Linked DNA regions of Mus musculus: all the other regions are linked to region 2. A link is a contact called in public HiCAR-type and HiChIP or PLAC-seq data. All regions are on one chromosome and are shown on one strand. Each heading gives the region's core, a stretch centred on a gene start, on an enhancer-like site or on the middle of the called end of the contact. The rest is flanking DNA. Distances are from core to core; before and after follow the strand shown.

The links. HiCAR-type assays count read pairs that join an accessible place to other places. HiChIP or PLAC-seq counts read pairs in DNA pulled down with a chosen protein or histone mark.
Region 1: a contact with region 2 is called in a HiCAR-type map of astrocytes, with 2.8 times the contacts expected there. The contact joins the enhancer-like site here to the promoter of Bhlhe41 in region 2. A contact is called at or near these places in 12 of 39 promoter capture datasets (the 3T3-L1 cell line, 3T3-L1-derived adipocytes, the HPC-7 cell line and 8 more), 5 of 484 Hi-C or Micro-C datasets (the HPC-5 cell line, bone marrow-derived macrophages, muscle stem cells and 2 more), 16 of 115 datasets of contacts at active chromatin or transcription factors (the 230-238 cell line, astrocytes, bone marrow-derived dendritic cells and 11 more) and 5 of 9 other capture datasets (bone marrow-derived macrophages, embryonic stem cells, liver and 2 more).
Region 3: a contact with region 2 is called in a FOXA1 HiChIP or PLAC-seq map of pancreatic cancer cells. The contact joins the enhancer-like site here to the promoter of Bhlhe41 in region 2. A contact is called at or near these places in 12 of 39 promoter capture datasets (the 3T3-L1 cell line, 3T3-L1-derived adipocytes, the C10 cell line and 7 more), 4 of 484 Hi-C or Micro-C datasets (bone marrow-derived macrophages, muscle stem cells and ventricular fibroblasts), 11 of 115 datasets of contacts at active chromatin or transcription factors (CD8 T cells, SST interneurons, VIP interneurons and 7 more) and 4 of 9 other capture datasets (embryonic stem cells, embryonic trunk, liver and 1 more).
Region 4: an H3K27ac HiChIP or PLAC-seq map of microglia shows a contact between it and region 2, with 9 times the contacts expected there. The contact joins the enhancer-like site here to the promoter of Bhlhe41 in region 2. A contact is called at or near these places in 17 of 39 promoter capture datasets (the 3T3-L1 cell line, 3T3-L1-derived adipocytes, the C10 cell line and 12 more), 1 of 15 datasets of contacts at CTCF or cohesin (pro-B cells), 6 of 484 Hi-C or Micro-C datasets (B cells, the C10 cell line, the HPC-5 cell line and 2 more), 18 of 115 datasets of contacts at active chromatin or transcription factors (the 230-238 cell line, SST interneurons, bone marrow-derived macrophages and 12 more) and 5 of 9 other capture datasets (adipose tissue, bone marrow-derived macrophages, embryonic stem cells and 2 more).
Region 5: a contact with region 2 is called in an H3K4me3 HiChIP or PLAC-seq map of microglia, with 6 times the contacts expected there. The contact joins the enhancer-like site here to the promoter of Bhlhe41 in region 2. A contact is called at or near these places in 7 of 39 promoter capture datasets (cranial neural crest, embryonic stem cells, liver and 2 more), 1 of 484 Hi-C or Micro-C datasets (bone marrow-derived macrophages), 14 of 115 datasets of contacts at active chromatin or transcription factors (the 230-238 cell line, craniofacial prominence, embryonic basal ganglia and 9 more) and 5 of 9 other capture datasets (adipose tissue, bone marrow-derived macrophages, embryonic stem cells and 2 more).

The regions. Positions count from the first base shown.
Region 1 is chr6:146,133,918-146,138,826 of GRCm38.p6, reverse strand. The region is part of intron 55 of Itpr2 (inositol 1,4,5-triphosphate receptor 2); the gene reads left to right. Among named protein-coding and RNA genes, the nearest start is that of Gm35768, 7.7 kb to the left of the region's middle. Within about 2 kb of position 2,371, at least 43 of the 459 cell types and tissues checked have an H3K27ac peak or open chromatin away from gene starts, as enhancers often do. A contact at or near this core is called in astrocytes, forebrain, hippocampal neurons and 3 more, where this site is marked.
Region 2 is chr6:145,863,017-145,867,718 of GRCm38.p6, reverse strand. It overlaps Bhlhe41 (basic helix-loop-helix family, member e41), which reads left to right and starts at 2,299. Exons shown (of 5, transcript NM_024469.2): 1 at 2,299-2,513; 2 at 2,659-2,722; 3 at 3,036-3,143; 4 at 3,477-3,588; 5 at 3,981-4,702. The coding sequence starts at 2,452.
Region 3 is chr6:146,183,770-146,188,129 of GRCm38.p6, reverse strand. Itpr2 (inositol 1,4,5-triphosphate receptor 2) reads left to right here. Exons shown (of 57, transcript NM_019923.4): 48 at 565-690. Gm35768 (a long non-coding RNA gene) reads right to left here. Exons shown (of 5, transcript XR_003956373.1): 5 at 1-723. Among named protein-coding and RNA genes, the nearest start is that of Gm35707, 11 kb to the left of the region's middle. Within about 2 kb of position 2,374, at least 44 of the 459 cell types and tissues checked have an H3K27ac peak or open chromatin away from gene starts, as enhancers often do. A contact at or near this core is called in bone marrow-derived macrophages, muscle stem cells and pancreatic cancer cells, where this site is marked.
Region 4 is chr6:146,227,800-146,232,304 of GRCm38.p6, reverse strand. Itpr2 (inositol 1,4,5-triphosphate receptor 2) reads left to right here. Exons shown (of 57, transcript NM_019923.4): 41 at 1-11; 42 at 2,412-2,612. It overlaps Gm35596 (a long non-coding RNA gene), which reads right to left. Exons shown (of 5, transcript XR_378174.4): 3 at 3,275-3,394. Among named protein-coding and RNA genes, the nearest start is that of Gm35596, 10 kb to the right of the region's middle. Within about 2 kb of position 2,139, at least 26 of the 459 cell types and tissues checked have an H3K27ac peak or open chromatin away from gene starts, as enhancers often do. A contact at or near this core is called in the HPC-7 cell line, bone marrow-derived macrophages, hematopoietic stem and progenitor cells and 2 more, where this site is marked.
Region 5 is chr6:146,245,835-146,250,175 of GRCm38.p6, reverse strand. The region is part of intron 37 of Itpr2 (inositol 1,4,5-triphosphate receptor 2); the gene reads left to right. Among named protein-coding and RNA genes, the nearest start is that of Gm35596, 28 kb to the right of the region's middle. Within about 2 kb of position 2,070, at least 10 of the 459 cell types and tissues checked have an H3K27ac peak or open chromatin away from gene starts, as enhancers often do. A contact at or near this core is called in microglia, where this site is marked.

The sequences.
Region 1 (4,909 bases), core at 1,122-3,621, 270 kb before region 2:
AGGGACATGAATGGGGAAGGGGAGCTTCCAGTTTATCTTGGTCTCAAGAATGGATAGCAACAAGGAAGAGTTTCTCACTAAATGCCCAGAGAGCAGCTTACGAGAGGAAGGGTTTATGTTGGCGCATGGTTCAGGGAGTGTAGTTGATCGTGCATGGCTTGATAGCAGTAGTACATGAGACCACTTACTTGGCGAGTCAGCAGCAGGGGCAGGAGGATGCAAGCGCTTGGCTTCTGCTCACCCTTTAATCTCTTTATTCAGTCTGCAGCTGATGAGGAGCCCATGAGGAGGTGACTCACACTGGGGTGGGCCTTCCCTCCTCAAGACAAGTCCCTCTGGAAATGCCCTCACAGGTGTCACACCCAGCCCGTGTGTCCTCTAGGTGATGCTAAATCCGGTCAAGCTGAGCCTGAAGGCGAGCCATTAGAAGTGGCATCGCCTTTCCTGTGAGAAAAAGAAAGCTAACCACTCACCACTGTAGCCACACAAGGAGCGGGAAAGACTAATGACTTTCCACATGTTGATTTCAGTCTGCAACTCGAAATCCATCTTGTTTAGTTAAACCATATTTGTGAGCGGTAGCCCCCGAGGGCAGGGGGTGTTTGGGTTCACAGAAGACATCACATTGTCTGAGGTTTATGTGTGGTTTGACGGTGCCATTTTCCAACTAGATCTCCTCCTGCGTTATTGTTATGTGTTATAATTATGAAATTATATGTTCTGACTCCATTCTTTTAATCCACACTGATTGTGTAATTGGATTTAATGAAGCCAATTATGTAACTGCTTCATTTTTAACTAAAGCACATTTTAAAGATTTGGGGGCTTAATAAGACACTTTTGAAAATGTTTCCATGGCAGGGCCAGCCACGCACTTGCAGTTCAAGACACACAGTTAAGTCACCACGCACATGCAGACAGCCACCACCTTCACTGCCCACATTGTAAGTGGAGATGTGTATCTTCAGCTCCAGAGGGCTGGGGTATGTCGCCAGCACGCAAGCCCAGTACATTGTTCTTAAGTTCTACTTAGCATTTCTACAGAAGGTCCATGAATTGCTGCCTTTTAACATATGTGTTCATCTCTTTATCGTCCCTTCCGCTGTTGCTATTGTGTGACACAAGTGCTGTGTCAGCAGTGTGACTGCCTGTCACCGTGGGGATCCTGTACCCCACACTCTGAATCCCAATGCTAAATGTGGAGGTAAAAGGATTGAGCTTCATAGCATCAAAATGCTGTTGGTAGATGAAAGTGACCTGGGGGTGGAGCTAAGGGCAAAATAATCAAGGTAAGGCCACCACCCAGCAGCAGGGCACTAACTGAACTGATCAGAAACTTCAGGAAGTTGTCAATAAGCCTTGGAAGTGGGGTACTGGTGCATGCTGCGCCTTTGCTCTTGAATTTGCCAATTGATTGATGAATATATACATTGGGTCAGTCAGAACTTGGAACAGAAGCCAGGTGGACTATATAAAACTGGGAGTATCCCACTGTCCCTGGCTGTCCTGTGGTAGGCATTCATGGTGGGGAACACCTTTGAGTCGGGCTCAGGGCGACAGGGAGAGATGACATCTGCAGAGCTTGAGACGGTGGGTAATTCCACAACAAGGTGTTCTGAGCTATTTTAGTATTCACACAATCCCATCTCTGTGCACAAGTTAGACATGGTCTACAGGTGAGCAAAGCCCTTTTGAGGAATTTCCATGTAGATTCAATAAGATCACACATGCTAATGACCTTGAATCTTCATCAAAGCTGCATAACAGCCAAGGGGGTTCTGATAGTGCTACCCCCATTATACATTTGAGCAGATTGGGGTAGTGTGCTGGTGACACACCACACAGGGGAGTAGTCAGCACAAGCCTGTTGGTCAGGACCCCTGTATAATAGAGAAGCTCTGCAGACCCAGTCTGCCAGCCCACGCTGTCCTCAGCCCACCCAGTGGCACACTGGGTCCTATACAGAGGAGTGATTTTAAGAATTCAGTCCACAGGGCAGGAGTAGACCTGGCCGGGAGACAGGAAGTCAGATGACAGGCCCACAGTGGCAGGGAAGCCTGAGAGGAATTCTAATGGGAAGAGAGAATTGGTTCCCAGCCGGCTGGCGAGGGAGGGAGGCTCCCTGCAAAGACAAGAAGAATCATAATTGCAGCCATGACAGCACAGACTGTCTCTGTTGATTTGACCAGGATTTTTCTGGACAGCACTCTGCACCAGATCATGATAAACACAAGAGTCGAGCATCTCCTTCCTCCCATGATCTATAGTGCAGATTCAGTCTGGAGAGAGGTAGGACAGACTTGCCGACAGCCAGAGAGATCTCAAAACAAGTCACACGTGTCATTGTTCCCCCACAGAAGACGCTCCCATGGTGCTAAGGATGGCGTTCCTCCCTGGACCTCCCACACACCCTAGCCCCAGCCAGCTTTGCTGGTACACTATAGCTATCTTGATTTAAAAAAAAAAATGCTCTGGCCACAGGCTTGGTCCTTGTGTGCAGGCTGCAGGACCTTCCATTGCCCAGCATCACGGGCTTCTCTTATCATCCTCCATCCATTGCTTCCTTTTCTTTCGTCCTCACTGCCTTTTGTTTTATATATATTCTCTCCCTCTCCCTTTCTCTCTCCCTCTTTACCTCTCCCCTCCTCCCTCTTCCCCTTATTCCCCTCCTCCCTCTTCCCCTTCTCCCCCTCCTTCTCCCTCTTCCCCTCTCCTTCCCCCTCCCCCTCTTCCTCCCCTTCTCCCTCTTCCCCTCCTCCTCTATCTCCTCCCTGCCCCCCCTCTCTTTCTCTCTCTCTCATTTTTCTGGCTTTTGAGACAAGGGCTTACTCAATAGTAAGTCCAGGCTAGTCCCAACCTTGCCATCCTCCTGCTCCAGCCCCTGGCTTGTCAGGATTCTAGGCATGAGCCTCCAACATGGGTATTTCTATTAATCCTTGTATTATTGTACTTGCGGGCTTCCTTATTCATGCTACAGCACAAACCCCACTGGTACATTTACACATTTGCACAGATGTGTTGTTCTCTGGTGCATTCCTAGTCCAGAATGGGTGCCTGGTGCACAGTAGGCACTTGCATAGATTTACTGAACAAAATAAACGGAGCAGAGAGGACAGAGCAGCAGATTCTGCACAAGGGGCAGTTCACAGATGAGACCCTGAGTGAAGCTGAACCTGAAAACTGAGGGTTTTGACAGAATGGCCAGAGAGAAATGTCGTCCAGGCAGGAGGGAGGAAGAAGGGACCCACCCATCCAAAGCAGTGTGTCTAAGCTCCCACGGTTGCACAGCCCCTTGTTAGGTCACTCAATGGCACCTGTCACAGGAAGATTGAGGCTCGTTCAAGGTGGTCGGTGAAGCGGAGTCCAACCCACCATCCTTCCAAGGCCAATGTCTGTGACTTAACTGAAGCCAAATACACACAAATCGAATATTAACGGAGGAGGAGATTGAAGTCAGAAGCTAAGACTGTCGGGGGAGGGGAGGAGGCCTTCTGATTCTCCTGTTTGCAGAAATAAAGATCCCTAGCATCTAACTTAACAGTCCTAGAAGTACCATCAAAAATGTCTTGAAAATGCAAGCTTGCTGTTTTTAGTGTCTGAAAGACGGATCCCCTCAGGAAATCCAAGTGAGCCCATTATGTGTTCCAGGCACTACGTTGGACCTAGGGTGGCAGGACAAACCCTAGGGGGGGATAATGTGTGTACAATCCACAAAGATAACATTTTAGTCTTTTTCTTCAATAGGGTTTCTACACAGTGTCAACAGCGACTGTTATAGAGCAGATACAACATAAAGATTTCTTAGCCAGGAAAGATAGCTCAGAAGTTAGGGGCACTTGCTGCTCTTGGAGAGGACACAGGCTCTATTCCCAGAACCCCACCCCACCCCCATGGTGGCTCACAGCTGTCATAACTCCAATCTCATAGGATCCAGTGCCATCTTCTGGCCTCTGTGGGCACCAGACCCGTTCAATTAATATATATAGGCAAGCACTGTTACACATAAAATAAAAATGATTAATAAACCCTCCCAAAAGTATTCATGAACTGATGATGATAAAGTCATATGTCACTCCCGTGTCCTTGGTGGGTTTACAAGGTTGCCAGGGAGACTGTGTAGAGTGGGTGGAGGAGGGGATGCTAGCCCTCCAGAAGGCGCCGTGATGACAGTGTCTTGAATCTGATTATGCTGTGTCTGTGTGTCTACACAGATCTAGTTTAACACATGTAGAACCAGAGAGGAGAAAACTTTCTCTAAAAGAGTGTAACTTTCATCAGCCATGAACCTAGACATGTCTGACCAGTCAGATACCTTGTAACCCGAGATGATAAGGTTTTCTGTGAAATTAATCTGCAATTCCATGTGTTTAGAGAAAATGACCCAGATTTGTTGAGCATGGACCCCCTAGTCATTTATCTTCTGCTTACAGAGTGGTGTTCATATCTCATATTCTTATGGCCCCAGTGAAAAGCTCTCTCCCTGCTGTGCCAAAGAAAGGTCTCATTTCCCAGTCCTGGTCATTACTGTAAGATCTTGTTGAGTTCTCGGCTAGCTCTCTGGAATAATAATAATAATATCCACACTGTTAGGACTGATACGTTGTACTCAGAAATGCTGGCTTTCTTCCAGGGAGTAACAGATACCGTCACAATGTGAGTTGTGGGAATAAGAATGTACAGTAAATCCGCAGGACCTTAGCTGACAGCTTTAATAGGCCAGACCAGCCCGAGCTGCATTCTAGCCGGTTAGTCACCCCTTAGATAGTCCTCGAGTTAGGTAAGGTTATCTGGCAAGCTCATTTCCATAGGGGTTTTGTGCTAACTATATCTTTCTTTAAAATCTTGGAAAAATTAATGCTGAATGCTACAACAGTGATCCAGCATTTGTTTTTTCAGAGGTCAGCCGCTT
Region 2 (4,702 bases), core at 1,050-3,549:
TCTTGAGTTCAAGGCCAGCTTTGTCTACACAGGGAGTCGCAGGCCCTGCCAAGGCTACACAGTGAGACCCCCATCTTTAAAATAATAATTTAAAAAACCCACCCGCAGTGTATATAAAAATAAAGATAAAATGGGCAAAAGAGCAATTTACACCTTGAGCTGGAATCAGAAGTATAAGAGATTACAGAAATGCTGACTATAGAATTAATAGTTTCGGTAAGACAGGTGGAGGGGGGTGAGGGGGCAGGGGTGCCAGGGAGGAGAAAATGTTATGAGGGAAGGCTGAAGGGCTACATCCAGAGCCTTTTCAGAGTGCTGAGTTTATAAGTTCACCTCTGGCCCTCCCCTTGAGCCTCATGGTTCCCCCTCAACTCCCCACCATCCCCATTTGGCTTCAGTTAAAAGCTGGCCCCAGTTAGCCCAGGAGTTCCTCTGACCAGATGTTGGCCCGAGACCCTCTGTATACTGACAAGGCCAAGATGCAGTGACCCAGGCTTATATATTCCTATCCCATAATTTTAAAAGGGGGATTGACCCTAAAGTATGTTTGGAGACCACGAACTTTCAGAAATCCAGTAGACAGAGGGCTGTTATTGCTGCTATTTTTTATTTTATTCACCTTAGCCTGCTGCTACCTAACCTGGCCAGTTAAGAACTGGAGGAAGCCAGGATGCTTTACTGTACTAATAAACTGTTGAGAGCTCTAACTTGCCTCAGAATCAGAAAGATAACCACTTAGAGACAAGAGAGGGAGTAAGGGCTTAGAATAAAAATCCAAATCTGCATTTAAAAAAAATCACTTTCACTGTTATCATTAATTAATCGCCTGCTGCAAAACAAGCCCTGTCGTCCTACTCGAGGAACCAGGGAGGGTGCTGGAAAGGAACTCATCCCGGCAGCTCCGCCCAGGACTTGGGCTCCAGCGCCGCGCGGCTAGGCGGGGAGGAGGCTCCCGGCACGTGACCCGCTCCAGCCGCCCTGGCCCGCGACCCAGATCCGTCCCCGGAACCCAAGCGCCGCTGCCCTGGCCCTGCTGCGCTCCAGTGCGCGTGCATTTGGGGCCCAGGTTCCTTCTCGGTTCTCGTGCCGCTGGCGATAGCGAATGTCCGAGAGTGAACGTGATTGTCAATTCTGAGAAATTAGTGTAGGAGCAACCTGGGGTCTCCCTGCCCACGGGGATGGAATTCAGATTCTTATTTAGCTTGAGTTGTGGGGACACTGAGCACCTGGGGACGGCTGTCCCCAGCTGTGTGGACCGAGCTCCCGAGGACACGGGGCGCGCGCACGGCATCCCTGCGCGCTGATGTGGCAGCCGCCGCAGGTCGCATCACGTTGCCGGCCCTGTGCTGGTACCCGCTGGAGACAGGATTAAGGAGGGAGGCCGCGGAGGTGCCAGTAGTAAACGTGGGCTCGCCACACTCTCGGCGTGGCTTATCGCACGAGGGAGACGGGAGGCAGCACAGTGTCTCGCAGGCTGGGGCGGGCAGGACCCGGACTGCGTGGCTTTCCCGCAACAGTCCTTGCGTGCCTCCTGCCCTGTGCCACCCTTCCCCCTCCCTGCTCTCCCCCGGGAGCACCCGAGGCCCCAAACGTCATCTGCCTCTGTGTGATTAGTGTCACCGCAATTCCGGCTGCTGCGGGAAGTTTAGGTGGCCCGGGGACACTGTTGCCAGAACCACTTGGTATGCGACATTCTGAATCAGTGTCTACATTTTCACTGATCTTAAATCCGGGAAGCAAATTGCAAGTCACCCCCTTTTCAGGGTAGGTCTCCAGCCTGACCTAAAGGGTGTCTTTCTACCCGACCCTTCTTTCACCCCTGGCCAGTAAACAATGAGCAAAATCTCCGAATTTTCCTTCCCCGCTCAAGTTTAGCCACCACGAATTCGCGTTCTTTCTCTGGCCCAAACCAACAGCAATTGGTGGGAAAGCCAAAGGCCACGTCCTCGGTTCTGCACCGAGATGCTGGACGAGCCGGGGGAGCCCCTCGTCCCGCCCCGCCCCCGCGCCCTGCAGCGCCTCGGGGAAGACGAACGGCTCGCCGGGTGGCCGCTCCTTCCAGGTGGCCCCAATCAGGTGTCCCCGCCCCCTCCCGGCCCCTCCTCCCCGCCCCCCTCCGGGCTGGACCGCGGATGGTACGTTCCGCACGTGAGCTGGGTGCTGGTCTGGCCGGCGACGCGCGTGCCCTGTGGCCAAACACTGCCCGGAGTGAGAGCAAACTACCAGCGCAGTGCGTGTGTGCGCGCGGGTGTGCGCGCGCGGGTGTGCGAGAGGGCGAGCGAGCGAGCACGGGGCGGAGGGGCGGCCAACTGCTTCACACTTTCAATACTGCACTGAAGAGGGAGAGCGAGACAGCCTGGAGACGCACACATCCCCCCAAAATCTCTCCAGGCGACCGTCCCACAGATTACAGGACAGAAACCTCCAAATCGAAACGGACAGCCATTGAACATGGACGAAGGAATCCCTCATTTGCAAGAGAGACAGTTACTGGAACATAGGGATTTTATAGGGTAAGGTGTACGCACCGTTGCGAATATCTGTCTAGGCGTCGGTTTGGCTTTTTTTTTTTTAATCCCCTGCACAAAGTGATATGGAGCGGGTGAGGGCAGAGCCCCTCCCGGAATGGGGGCCTGATGCTGATTTCTGTTTTTGCAGACTGGACTATTCCTCTTTGTATATGTGTAAACCCAAAAGGAGCTTGAAGCGAGACGATACCAAGGTAAGTCTTAAGTTTCCCATAACCTGCCTGGATAGTTAATTAGGGCCATTGATTTCGCAAGGAAACTCTGCCCGCAAATATATTCCAGCCCTGAGCTTTCCTAACTGTGAATTTTAAGTGGCTTGCTGGATACTCCGGGGGATATTCAACACCGCACCTGAATTTAAATTGCATTTTAGAAGTCTAGAGGAGAGAGTTCTGGGCATTAGTTCATTACATAGTGTGTTTGGGGGTTGGGGTGGGAGGGTTCTATCCAGTAAGTGAATGAATGTTTAGCTCACTGCTGTATCTTTTCTCTGGCTCGTGTATGAAGGATACCTACAAGTTACCGCACAGATTAATAGAAAAGAAGAGACGAGACCGAATTAATGAATGCATTGCTCAGCTGAAAGATTTACTGCCCGAACATCTGAAATTGACAGTAAGATGCACATTTTCATTCTCCTGATGGACTCCGGGGTGTATTTACCTGATAAAATTCCCAGAGATAGGATAATAAATGTAAATATTAAGAGGCCTGCCTTCTAACTTGTGCTGTAACTAAGAGTTTCCCAGAGACTCAGAACAGGGGCTCCGGGCTAATGGCAGAGATCATTGACGACCTGACTGTGGGGAGCTGAGCAGCGCTTCCTTCCCAGTGGTGTGTGTGTGTGTGTGTGTGTGTGTGTGTGCCTGTCTTAAGTTGCTGGGCTGCGTGGAAATAAAAATGCGTGTTTTAAAGTAACCCCTGTCCCCCTTTGTCGCACCACTGCAGACACTGGGGCATTTGGAGAAAGCAGTAGTCTTGGAATTAACTTTAAAGCACTTGAAAGCGCTAACAGCCTTAACTGAGCAGCAGCATCAGAAGATAATTGCTTTACAGAATGGTAAGTGGGTCTGAGGAAGCCAGCCTGCCCTGATACAAAAGGGGGTAACGCTGGGGGCGCAACGCTAGGACTCCCCCGCTGCGTCCTCTCCTGGTGAACGTCGCCTCTTTCCCTTTGGTGGCAAGTACCCAGAGCATCCCAAAGGCTTCCCGCAGAGCTGGAGGAGCCCCGTTTTTATTTAAAGTGGCGGCTGCACCTCTTCAGTTGGGTTTTTCAGCCAGGAAGAGAGCGCCTCACCGCGCCACCCCCTCCTCTCTCGGCAGTCTGCGGATTATATCGCTGGAATGCCCAGGAAAAGCCGAGCTCACTGTAGGCAGCGCAGGGCCCACGTGATGAGCAGATGTCTTAACGCCGCGGTTTTTCTTCTCGCCTCCCTCCCCCGTGCACCCTAGGGGAGCGCTCTCTGAAATCGCCGGTCCAGGCCGACTTGGATGCGTTCCACTCGGGGTTTCAAACCTGCGCCAAAGAAGTCTTGCAATACCTCGCGCGCTTTGAGAGCTGGACACCCAGGGAGCCGCGCTGCGCACAGCTCGTCAGCCACCTGCATGCCGTGGCCACCCAGCTCCTGACGCCACAGGTGCCCTCCGGCAGGGGCTCTGGGCGCGCGCCCTGCAGCGCGGGGGCTGCGGCCGCCTCGGGTCCCGAGCGCGTCGCCCGCTGCGTGCCGGTCATCCAGCGGACTCAGCCCGGCACGGAGCCGGAACACGACACGGACACCGACAGCGGCTACGGAGGCGAGGCGGAGCAGGGCCGCGCGGCCGTCAAGCAGGAGCCACCCGGGGACTCGTCGCCTGCGCCCAAGAGGCCGAAGCTGGAGGCGCGCGGCGCGCTCCTGGGCCCGGAGCCCGCGCTGCTCGGCTCGCTCGTGGCGCTTGGCGGGGGCGCGCCCTTCGCGCAGCCCGCTGCCGCGCCCTTCTGCCTGCCCTTCTATCTGCTGTCGCCGTCCGCCGCCGCCTACGTACAGCCCTGGCTAGACAAGAGCGGCCTGGACAAGTATCTGTACCCCGCGGCGGCCGCGCCCTTCCCGCTGCTGTATCCCGGCATCCCAGCAGCGGCCGCCGCTGCTGCTGCCGCCGCTTTCCCTTGCTTGTCGTCCGTGCTGTCGCCACCCCCG
Region 3 (4,360 bases), core at 1,125-3,624, 320 kb before region 2:
GCTGGCCTCAGACTCCCATGTTGCTATCAAACTTGTAGGCATCCTTCTGCCTCAGCCTCTCAGTGGATGCTGAGACTGCAGGCCTGGGAAACCATTATGTCTCTCTGGTTCCCATGCATGCTGAGCTGCAGTGCTGAGACTGCGGTTTCCAGGTAACTGCACCTGTAAAAGTCTTTCCAGTAGATATATACCTGAGTCTGCCCTCCTGGCTTTTATGAAATTACATCGTGAGGATAAGACCATCCTACCCATCAGTATTATCAGTCCTCCAGTGAGTGGGGCCCGTGAACCATTTGCCACGTTCCCCTAATTTGCATGGTCCAGAATCTAGGGATTTACTGTAGAATCACCTTTGCTCACACTCTTGAAGGATAAAAAAGGAACTAAGAAAAATGCCTTTACCATCTGGTCTTATAATATGCTTTCTAAGTAAGTCACGGTTTCTTCAGACGCACTTCTGTGACCAGTCACAATCGCATTGCCCATACTGTTAGCTCGGCAGGGCTCCTGTGTTGACGGCAGCATATACTGGCCATTCTCACCCCTGTTCTTGTTGCTTCCTAGACAACCCCGCCCTGTTCTGGTTCTCCAGGCACATCTCACTCTGGGGGAGCATCTCCTTCAACCTGGCTGTGTTCATCAACCTGGCTGTGGCTCTCTTCTACCCATTCGGGGATGACGGTGATGAAGGCAAGTGCTTGTCTTTCTGCAAAAGATGGATGCCTGGGGAAAAAAAATCACAAAAAAATTCTCAAATTGCATTCCTTAAGTCTCTAGAGCTTCAAAACAAAGAAGCTTAGTTCTCAATGAATATTTTTTCTGTATTCATTGAGAGTGTAGAGGTAGTAAGTAGAGTAGACTGAAAACCGTGGCCAGTAGAAATGTTGTTTTACAGAAATTTCATGAATGTGTAACTACTGGGGGGATTATGTTGCTTCCACATAATTAGAGTGATCAAACATACTTTATTCTGCGTTATCGCAGTTATGTAAGTGAGAGCCTGATGCGCAAGTATTTTGATGAAAGGATCACAATTATATTTTACTTTCTGTCTTGTCTGGGTGTTTTGTAGTAAGCATACCCACAAAATACATGTTTTGATTCTATAATACTGTACATTTATAACACTAATAATCTCATCCTTAGAAACACACAGCCTACAATATACTGAAATGGTGGACAATGAAGGATATTGACTATGAAATTGGTATCATTAATCTGGTAGTGCATGAGCTTTTACAAAAGCAAAGACAGGAATTTGAAGTGAAGCATGAAATTCCATAAGAATTGGGTGGGGTTTTTGAATATTGTTCAGGTTTAGCAAATTGCTTGAGAACAATCTGTTACAGGTATGAGGTACAACCTGGAGAGTAACTTTGGAATGGGTAGAAGAATGGGTGGGAGGCAAACATGAGAGAAATAAGCAAATAATAGCTTTGGAGTGACCCTGGGGCACATAGGGTTGGTGAGATGCTGTCAGCAGAGCATTAGCAGTTCCTGACTGTTGGACCAAGAGTGGTTGTTAGAAGGTGAATACTGTCACTGCCATCCTGAGGGAGACATGAGAGATGGTACCATAACAGCAACAGCTATGTAAGCAAATCTCAGAGGAACTGGAGACAATGAGGAGAGATGGGAGCCCAAGAACAACTGACCGTTTTCCAGTCTTTGTCAGATCCCATGGGCATCAAAGCCTTCATCTTAGCTGCAGTTTGAGCTGGCATAGTTGAGCTTGTTGTGTTTCTGAGTGCACAGCAGGGATGGGGGAATTGTGAACAGTAGAGCAGGCAAGTCACTGCATAGCAGGAGAACGGCAACGAATGCATGCATCCATCATGTGGGCAGAAGTGGGGATGCCTTTCTCTCCCCTTGATCTGGTCTTACTTTGGTGATGAGCTCTTAGTACAGAGGATCACAGATCTTGAGGGTAAGAACCCATCACAAAATGATCAGTTACTATCTCCTGTGCTCAGACCACTGAGGTTACATGGCAGAGCCCCAGTAAAGAGAAATACAGTCTTTAAGATGGAGACAGACCTGGACATCATCTAATATCAACCTTTCATTTGACATACAGAGCCATGAAAACCCAGTGAAGACCTTCAGCCCCTAAAAGAAGCAGATATAACAAACATGAGGCTGGAAGACACAGATCCCTAGGCCATGTAGAGCCTGGTTACTGGGAACAAGTGTAAACATCACTCTTGAAAAAGATTTTTGAGTCAATAATAGTAGCAAGATGGAGGCTCAGTCCTAGGATGCCAGAGTGTGGGTGCTTCTTAGGGAAGGCAGAGCATACACATAGGGCACCATAAAACCCCATGATGAGTCTGAGTCACATGACTACAGTCTGTGTGAGTCAGCTCATGACAACTTTATGACTAAGGTTAAAGTCTTGATCAAAGTCACCACAACCTCTAAGTCTTGACCACACACTGCATATATGGGCAGAGTGGGCAGATATGCGTGGCCACATTGTGCAGAAGAAAACTGCTGTGTGCTGGTGACAGTTCTTGATGCTGGAGTTTTTCAAACAGGCTAAGCACCTGTTCTTTAGGCTTAATTCAAAACTGTGTAAAGACAGGGCGAATGTAAATCAAAGTTCTCCTAGTAAGTGCCTTGGAGTGATGGGGGCAGACAACACGATAGGCTCCAACTGGAAAGGACTTCAGCAGACAGATCTGAGAACGTTTTGAAAAAAAAAAGATCGACAGTCGTATACTATAAAGCATAGAATAAAACCAACCTGGGGTCTGTATGAATAGGGAAAAGATGATGTTCTTTTTGCTACTGTCCCAGTTAAGAAAGTTGAAGAGTGATAGAAATTGTATGTCACCGTTTGGCTAGTCATAATACTCAATGAATGCTCAAAACAAGGGGTGACTATGAAGAAAAAACACAAGAGCGTTGTACTTTAAGAATCTGCCCGTGATATTCTTAAGCAGTAACAATGGGGAGAGGAGTAACTGTAAAACAGAGAAACCACTCAACAATCGTGAGTGATACCCAGGGAAGGCAATCGTGAAAGCACCCAGCAAATTCAGGTCAGACAGACGTCTGTTAACGTGGGCTGTACTGTCCACCCCTACTACAATCTGCTTCAGAGTCACCGAGCCATCATGGCAAGGGGCCAGCAGAGGCAGGTTGCTTTCCTCCTCCAGACATAGTGAATGGTGAGGTGTCAACCATGCTCTCGGAAGCAACTCAGGCTCAACTGTCTCGTACACACGTGGGTTACCATGTTGGAGAACAACATCCTTCAATCATGAGGATGGTGTGCAGTGACTCAAGGAAGATGTTTCAGGGGAGATGTTGCTCAGATGACCACCCTGAGAGACACCATCCACGTCTACTGGAGCTTTAACTGCTAGGCTTCTGTGGAATTTGTTTATGCTAGGGATGGTTCCGGCCATGCCAACTGAATTGTCCTGGCAAAGTAGTCAGTGTTTTTTTTTTTTTTAATCCCAAGATAAACAAGATTTTTAAACCTAGAGGGAGTTCTTCTTTCCTCCCCACATTTTGAATGTACTTCTTCCTCACAAGCATGTTTGCTGAGGAAAATAAGGTTCTTCAAGGTGATTTCAACTCCCTCAGTTTCACAAGTGTTGTTGGGTACCACTGTGCAGTCGGCATAATGCTAGGCTGAGAGACCCTAAGATTAGTAAAGCTGTTTTACCTCAGAGATCTCAAGGTCTAGTTAAAGGACCAAGAGATGAGAAAGACGCAAGACCAATGATGACCAGTGGATTTATGGATGGATGTTGACTTGATCTGGACCTGGGTGTAGGAAGCAGGAGTCTAATGAGCCTGCCCAGGAAGCAGAGGGTTGGGGAGAGCCTAGAGTAAGAAGCAGCCATGCTGGACAGGAAGCCACAGACAAATCATCATGAGACCAAGCTGAGTTCCAAGATGACTGACATTGAATTTTCTTTTATAAAGGACCAACTTCTTACTTCTGAGATCTTCAAAAGTATAGAGGAATTTCTAAAGACATCATCCCAGTAAATATAAGATATGCTTATTATGTGAAATTAATAGAAATATGCAAAACATTAAAGAAAAAGATTCCCACCTGATGGCTAAGGATTGGCTTTAGTGATTTATATTGCTTTTGCTTTTTATTACAGTTACTTGTTTGTTTGAGAGACAGGGTTTCACTGAGTAACCCAGGTTGGCCTAAAATTCACTTTGTAGCTCAGCCTGGTGTTGAACTCAGAGCAATCCTCCTGCTTCAGCTTGCCATGTGTTTAGATACAGGCATGAGTTACCACACTCCACTGAGACTAGCTTTGAAAAATGTTAGACCTGTCTCTAGAGTGACAAAGAGGTTATGTTGTTGTTTGTTGTTGTTGTTGGAGGA
Region 4 (4,505 bases), core at 890-3,389, 360 kb before region 2:
GGGAGCTTCAGGTACTTCCTGTGCCATGTGTGTGTATGCATGTGTGTGTATGTGTGTGTATGCGTGTGTGTGTGTGTGTGTGTGTGTGTGTGTGTGTGCACGAGCACACACATCTCTGTGTGTGTGCAAATGCTGAGGCCTTAGGCTCTGAGTAGCCCAATTCAAGGGAAGCTAATATGTAGTTTTGATGGGAATTCTAGAGGAATCAACAAAGACACCAAAGCCCAGTTGAGATTGAAGGAATAAACCCAAGAGAAAAGTGCTTATACATTAAAATCCAAAACCCCCAGATCTACACACTGTCTTCCTGTGGTCCAGATCTCGAATCTTCCCGCCCAGTGAACACCATCTACTCTTCCTCCGTGGTGTTTGTTCAGAGAGATCATCTTTGTCTCCTCTGCCTTTCACAGCTTTAGACTCGGGTATTTATGTCTCTCCCAATCCATAGTTGTTGAGTACAATATTAAGTATATTTGACATTTCGTTAGGAACAAAGTAATATGAGAAATTTTGTAAAATAAATGTTATATATTTTTAAATTATTTACTTTACATCCTGTTTACTGCCCCCTCCCAGCAACCCCCTCCTACAATCCTTTCCCCCTCACCCCTACCCTTCTCCTCTGGGTCAGTGGCAACCCCCAGGTATCCCCTCATCCTGGCACCTCGAGTCTCTGTGGGGCTAAGCATCTCCTCTCAAGGAATTTTTTATGATAGTGAAAGTTACTTCGCAAATTAATATAGTCCACATCACGATATCTCCACCACCACATTTCCTCTCAGATGGATGGACTAGGGCTGCCTTCAAACTTTGACTACCTCTCTGGCGTTTTTGTATGCCCCGCCTATGGCAGACACCATGGCAAAGGCACACGGAGAGAGCAATTGTGATTGGCCTGGTTGAGGGAGCATGGAATGCTCCCCTGAAGAGTTTGCCTCCAAGATAGACACTCGCCCTTGCCAGCCAGCTTCGCAGTGCCACTGTAGCTAGCATAGCCGGGAAACGGTTTTATTAATGAATTACAGTGACTGGTGGAGGTTTCCACAGTGGGTCCTGCCTAGGATTAGAATAGGGTCCATGTTGATGAGATGTTCCCGAATGAATGGTGGGGGAATGTGGCTCATTGGGACGAGCTGACCGCAGCTTAGATCTAGCTTCTGTAGGGTGTGCCTGCCAGCTAGTTCTCATCAATAGACCCTGACAGTGTGGGGCGTGGATGAGCAAAATAGATAGAATAATATCTGGCTTTCTGTTAACCATGAAAGTGTGGCTCAAGCACTCCCTTAGAGAACCTTTTCTTTCACAGTAGCGGTAAGAAGAACAAATAGCAAAAAATCAAAATAAATAAATAGATAGCTACAAATGCATTAAAACAAGAACCCTCTCTCCCTCTATTTCTCTTTGGGTTCTTTCCCTAGCCTTAGTCCCCAAAGGAAGTGCACCAATAACAGTTTTTTTTCTAGAAAATTCTGTGCACATATAAACATCAGTTTGTGCCTATAAGCCTAATTTCTGTTCAAGAGAATATACGTTCTATAGTGTCTGCTTTTTCGTTTAGTCATTTTTTTTAACATTACTATAGTACTTATTGCTTGGTAATGCTTATCACACACATGGAAGCATTTCCTAAGAGCCACACCCATCACACTGCCAGCAGGGGTAAGGCTCCAGCTTTTGCTAGCCCCTGTCTGTGCTAACCGGCAGTGAGCAGTGAATCTCTTTAGTGTGCAGGTGCAGAGATGGAGGACTGCTTGCCGAAATGCTTGAGAGAGCTTTCATGTTGCTCCTCCTATGATCCTACCCCGACTGCACCGTGACAGGCAGGCTTGTCAGGGATGCTTCGCATGGAAGTTGGACTCCGCCTCCACGAACAGTCTGTTTCCCTTCTCCTTTCTCCTTCTCACACTTGTTTCTGCCCTCTGTAGATTTCCAGTGAGGACAGCAGGGCAGTGTTTAGTGTGACTTGTTTGGCTGAATACTTTTGCTAGGTCTCGAAGGGGAGGGCATCAACGTTTAAACATTATTCAATTTTAAATTATTTTAAAGTTATCTTGAAAAACAATGAGTCTCATTATGGCATTTTCATGCACATCATTATGCTTAGTCATAGTCACACCCATTATGCCCCTCATTACTTCTCTCTTCTGCTGGTCACCTTCCTGCCCCCAGTTGTCTCACTGTCTTATAAAGAATAATTGAATTCTATACTGGCAAGGAATCTCTCTCTCTCTCTCTCTCTCTCTCTCTCTCTCCCTCTCCCTCTCCCTCTTTCTTTCTCTGTCTCTTACACACACACACACACACACACACACACACACACACCCACCCACACACACACAGAAGCTAAACCTGACCCTTTTCCCCCGTGTTTTGCTTTCAGTCCTTCAGCTGTATTTGATTTCCCCTTGCAGAACTTCTTGAGGAACCAGAACAACAAAACAAACTACAACCTTGTCTGTGAAACGCTTCAGTTCCTGGACTGTATCTGCGGAAGTACCACAGGGGGTCTAGGCCTGCTGGGGCTCTACATCAATGAGAGGAATGTAGCTCTGGTCAACCAGACTCTGGAGAGCTTGACCGAGTACTGCCAAGGCCCGTGCCACGAGAACCAGGTAACCAGAGAGTAGCGCTGCCTGAGCCATGACTCAGAAGCAGCATGCCGGGTGAGGCACAGAGCCCACCTCACATGCTGGTGAAGCCTCGTTGCTTGTTCTGCTTGGTGTGGCTGCTTTTCTCAAAGAACATACAAAGGCCGAGGTGTAGACTAGCACATAGTAGGCTACATTTTAAATTGCATTATAAAAGAAAGTTCCCGTGAAAATATTTAAGATAAAAAGAGTTACTGAAAGAAGGGTAAGATTGTATTTCTTCCCAATGTTGAGTTTTTCTCTGTATCTCCAGCTGTGTGGAGTTAACTCGCTGTGGCTTTGGCTCCAATGCAGTGTGTACATGTTGTGGGGTATAATATCCATGTTACACATATGCTTGGTTAGCTTATGAAGTGGGTCTCATGGCTGTCATCTTGCTGATAAACAGCTTCAGACTCAGAGATCAGCTCAGAGATGGCAGCACTCTGAGACACTGCAAAAACAGAAAAGCTACAGACTTTCAGAACCCAAACAATGAGCCATTTTGATTTCGGTGCACATGCACATGTGAGAGACCCGACGTTCATCCTGGTCCCCAGAGTGTTTTGCTTTGCTCTAAGGACACACTGTGGGAGATGACAGGACAGGAGATGTAGGGAAGAAAGGCATCTTGTAATGTTTCTTACCAGTGTTTAGTATTCAGAAAACACCTGGAGCGGGCAAGGTTCAGGGGCAGAGGCTCCATGTCATACATTTCTGGACATAAAATTTAAAGGTGTGATTGATACCAAACATCAATGGTTGCTCTAGGAAGAAGATGTGAAAAAGTCAGCTTTTCTATTGCAGATCATATGACTGTCCACACACACACATGCAGTGCCTGTGTACACACATATACACGATATACACACACCTGTGTGTTCATTTGATGCAAACACATTGACCGTTATCATAACGGTATTGTTTTCTTCTCTGTGTTTATGACAGTGAGTTTGTACATGTTTTCCCTTTATTTTCAAGATCACATTTTAGTTTCCTACAATGATAAAGGTATCCCTGACAGTTGATTTAAAGCCGAGGTAAAGTGCACAAATTCAGAGGTCGGGTTGGCTGGTAAAATTCTACTCTAAAATAAAAAATATGCACATACATGTTTCTTTCATATTTTACCATTTTTGTGAAAAATCTGCCAGAACCTCCCCTACTTTGTGGTGGAACTGAGTTTCGAAAGTCCTGAATCCAAGTAAGTTCTCCAAGGATACACTTGTAATAAGATAGCATGCCTTACCTGGATAACTCCCTATGCTCTGAAAATGCACAGAAGGGCTTTAAGAAAGTTCTAGAAATGATTTGAAATAGATTCCCTTTGGGTTTTGCAGATGTTCTTATGAGCAGAAAAGCCTCAGGACATTGCCAGTGTTGCACAGGAACACACCTTTCCTCTGCACAGATGTCCTTGTATAAAGAAGAGATAGGAGGCCCAGGCCAAGCTGCTCTGTTGGCTAGGGCTGCCGTTTCTTGTGTGACTCCTCAGGGTTTTAGATTCTTGAGCTGCTTGGGTGGCTTGGTAGCCTGGTCCCATGAATGTGGCCTTCAAGCTGCTTCCAACCAACGAAGCTCAAAATCCTGGCACACTGGATCTTCACCCTCAGAGCAGGCATATCGCTCTCTCTGGGCATGTTTGTACTTTGCTCAGCCACATCCCTCCAAGAATCCTATGAGCTTTCCCACCGCCTAGCATACGCAGAAGTCAATGCTCTGTGTTTTGTGAAATCCATATACAAATCTCCTCCCTCCTCGTGTTTTTAGGTTGATCATACCTTAAAACTCAGATTAAAGATCTCCTTTTGTATTGGTGGGTCTGCTGAGATTTAATGCCTGGAAGAGTTTTAGTTTACCTGCTCATCTTTGAAATTC
Region 5 (4,341 bases), core at 821-3,320, 380 kb before region 2:
TACAGTTTGTTCCTAGTAGTAGGGTGCAATGACATGTTTATCATTCATGTGTGTATCATTGTTCATGGTCTGTGGTATATGTGTAGTATGTATGTGTAATGTGTATATGATGTGGTATAGGTGGTGTGTATGTATGTGATGTGTGATGTATGCCTGTGGTATATGTGTAGTATATATGTGTAATATGCATATGTGGTGTGTGATGTGTGTCTGTGGTATGAATGTAGTATGTACATGTAATATGTATGTATGTGTATATATTGGCATGTGTGGAGTATGATCTATATATGTGTTGATATGTGTATATGGTGGTGGTAGAGTTGTGTGTGCACATGTTTCTCCGTGTGTGAGTGGTGGTCTGCCTGCATGTTTCTGAATGTGTGATGGTGTATATATATGTATGAATGTATGTCTGTGGGTATGAGTGTATGGGAGTATGTTAGGGCATGTACATGCAGTGGGTGTGGGGTGCATGGTGGAGCGTTTTCCACTGAATTTTCTTGGATAGCTCTCATGAACCCTGAGATCCTCTCATAGCCTGGCAATGCATTCTCTCTTGGCTGCACATATAGCCCATAGCCTGGATCTCAGGGCTGGTGCTCCAGGAAGATCCAGGAAACCCTAGAGAAGAGGAGGGAGAGTGGAGGATGGGGCCTCTGGCCCTGTATCTACAGCTCTTCACGCCCAGTCCCACCAGCTCTCAGAGTAGGACCAGTGTGTCAGTCTGCACTCAGTAAGCTTGGAACTGAAGCTGGGTGCTCACTGCTCCAACCACTTGGGGATTTTAACAGCAAGGAAATGGAATACAGTGTGAACTTTAGATTCTCTAAAGCCAGTTTGATGGGCCATTGGTGTCCTAAAAATAACACCCGCATGAGGGAGGGCTGACACGTGCAGAGAGGGATTCTTCAGAAGACTATACTCACCTTGAACTAGCACAAGAAAGCAAGCACGAGAAAGCAAGCGGTTATGTCCTGTCTTATGAGAGGAGCTGTTCTCCGCCCCCACCCTTCCCTTTTGTATAGGAAACATGAGGTGCATATCAAATATAGCCATGGAGGCAGGGGATCATTAGGTGATGGTTCCTTAGCAAATCTGTGCTTCCCACCTGGCCTTTCCTGATCATAGCTTAGATTCAGGGACAGACCTTTAAAGCTGCTAGCTATGGCTTCCCCTTGTCCAAGAGGAAACATCTCGACATTCAGACACTTCCTGGTCCTTCTCTGTTCCTTCCTCTCTGGACCTGCTTTGTCCTCTGGTGCTCCTCGGGACCTGCTGTGTATCAATTTTGGACCTCACTGGACACTTAGCTATCCCTCTGTCCTGGGAATTCCACATGGGTGCGTGCATTGCTGGCATTGCTCACTTTTGTTAGATTTCTGAGGCAGCTTAAAGAGACAGAAGGAAGCAAGACAACAGTCCGACCTCAACAGATAGGGCTGCTTGTTTCAAAGAAGTGAGGGGCAGGGCCTCTCTCAGGGGAGAGGGAAGGGGACATTGGAGTATATGTCAGAGGTTTGGGGACTAGGGATTTAAAGGGACCTGCTGGGGTTATGTCAAGCCTGCACTCTCTCCCTTCCGGACTTGTTTGTTCAGACCAGCCCATTTGACCTTTAGGAATTGTCTTGCCCTGGCTATCAGGAAATGAATGGTTGAGTTGGGAATGTCAGTGATGGGGAGGGGCTGGAGTTTCAACATGGAGGCAAGAAAGTTTAGCAAGTCTTGGGGCAGGGGTTCTCAACCTTCATACTACTGTAGTTCCTCATGTTGCGGTGACCCCCAATTATAAAAATATTTTTATTGTGACTTCATGTCTTAGGGTTTTACTGCTGTGAACAGACACCATGACCAAGGAAAGTCTTATAGAGGACAGCATTTAATTGGAGCTGGCTTACAGGTTCAGAGGTTCAGTTCATTATCATCAAGGCAGGGACATGGTAACATTCAGGCAGGCATGGTACAGGAGGAGCTGAGAGTTCTACGTCTTCATCTGAAGGCTGCTAGCAGGATACTGGCTTCCAGTCAGCTAGGATGAGGATCTTAAAGCCCACACCCAGAGAGACACACCTACTCCAAGGCCACATCTACTCCAACAGGGCCACACCCTCTAATAGTGCCACTCCCTGGGCTGATTCTGCCTTAAAAAAAAAATCAAACAAACAGGAAAACCCCAAACCAACCAACCAAACAAAAAGCTTACCTGCACAGCTTATATAGGGTCCTCTCAGCTTTTTACCTTTTTATTCAGATGAAAATTATCACTCAATGAATAAACAACAACAACAACAACAACAACAACAACAACAAAATAGCAGCAGCTGCAAACAGGCTCTCAAGCTTGCTGGTGAGGGCTAACCCTCATCCTGCGCTCAGATACTACAAAGCAGAGCCTGAGTTTAAGACCTTTGACAACGAGAGTGTTTGGGGTTGATGTTATGCAGGCCAAATGCTTAGGGCTTTTATCCTACCCCAAAGTCTACAACTACAGCGTCCTTCACGCCCCTGTTAGCAAAAGCTCCCCAGATACCCCATTGCTGAGGTTGGGGTATTTGAGAACCTGGAGGGGCTGCTGGAGTCACCAGATAGCCAGCATCATCAGACAGTTTAAACATCGAAATCTTAAAAATGGAACCAGATGGATTGGTGAGAATTATTCTTCATGTCTCAGCTTTGTGTATTTGTTTTTTTTTTCCTGGCATATGTTGCTGTTGGGAACCTCTTTGCTAGTCCTCGAAACATGGTAGATGGGTAATAAATGTCCTTAGAAGTGATAAAATAGGAGGTGGGGGAAGGGATTGGAAGAGGATTGCCTTGTGTTGTGTGAATAAGCGTTTCAGTTCTAGTCTTCAGTTACTTGTTTTCCTGATTAGCTTGCTTTCAGATAGAGTCTCACTGCGTAGCCCAGGCTGGCCTGTAGCTGCATGTAGCTGAGGCTGGCCTCTCAGTTGCATCAATTCTTCTGCCTCTGCCTCTATTTTCAGAAGTACTACTTTGGCTCCATAGTGCTTTTCAAGGTGACCAGTATGTCGCAGTGTTGGTGTGCATGGCCCATCCCTGCGCACACGCAGGCCGTGATTGTTAGTGAGATTTGAGTTTCCCATCTTACAAAGCTGAGCAAAAGTATCAGCAACCAGGATCTCTGGGAAGCCTGCTGATGTGCTGTGATGTGACCTTGTCATTTACAAAGTTCATAGTTGATAATGACAACAGCAGCAATGGCTGAAAACGTGGCCACGTGTCACATAAGTGTCTGGTTTTATGATGGGCGCATCTATGACCATCTCGGGCTACAGTTTGGATGGACCCGTGATGACACGATTCCCAATTCCTCCACAGAGCTCCCCACAGTGTGGTTGGTTATAACAATGGACCCAGTGTAATTCCACTAGGATATAGTTAACACAGCACCACACAGGAGAACCACATCTCTTCTCCACGCCCAAGCATTTCAGGGAGCATATTCTTAGTCAGACATGTAGATGTTAGGTCAAAAGGTCTTGGAAACACTAATTAGCATTAAATGAGATGGGGCTGTCTGGAGGCGCATGAAGTTGCTGCTTCCAGATCTATCCACGATGACGAGTAGCTAATCACTAATCTCTAAGGGGAAACCCTAAGTTAATCTTTACCAGTTGAAGGATCAGTGTTTAATGATGCTAGCATATGGTGTTGTTTCATAAAGTCTTGATTGGTTTCCTTCCAATGCGAAACACTTGTATTAGTTCTCCAGTTTAAAGGACTCGGGAATGTTCTTGTCTACCTTACAGCTGTTCATATCTATAAATGCAAGCCATGCAAGGCTTCTCAGGGCAGAAGAAAACCTTTAGCTTTTTCTAGAATGAATGCTCACTTTCCTCTGTTCTGTCCATGAAAGACAACCGTTTCTGGGTTGATCAATTCCTGGTACCTTGGACTTCGAATAAAATAGCAGGGTGTGGTCAGAAATCAAAGCCCTGGGCCGTCTTCCGGTACAAACATACTGTCAGCATGACTTCTCCGGCCACAGAGATGTCTTTTTATGGAGATATTTGTTGAAATTTCAGAAGGTGGTTGCTAGTTTTCTTGGCTTCACAGTCTGCACATCTGGAATGTGTTCCTATGAAGATGTTGGCTGGAAGCAGTGTCTTGTGGCCTGGAATTGCCTCTGACAGAGAGAGGGACCACGGAGCACAACCTCATTAGTGGGTCGACCCCACCTACTACTACAGCACCTTCTGTGGGAGGCCTGAGGACGGAAGTCACTGCGGCTAAGAAGACCCAGCCCAGAATTCATACATCTCATCCCCGTGGAATTATTTTCAGAATGCCATTTTGTTCATTTGGTCCTGTTCTCAATTTCTG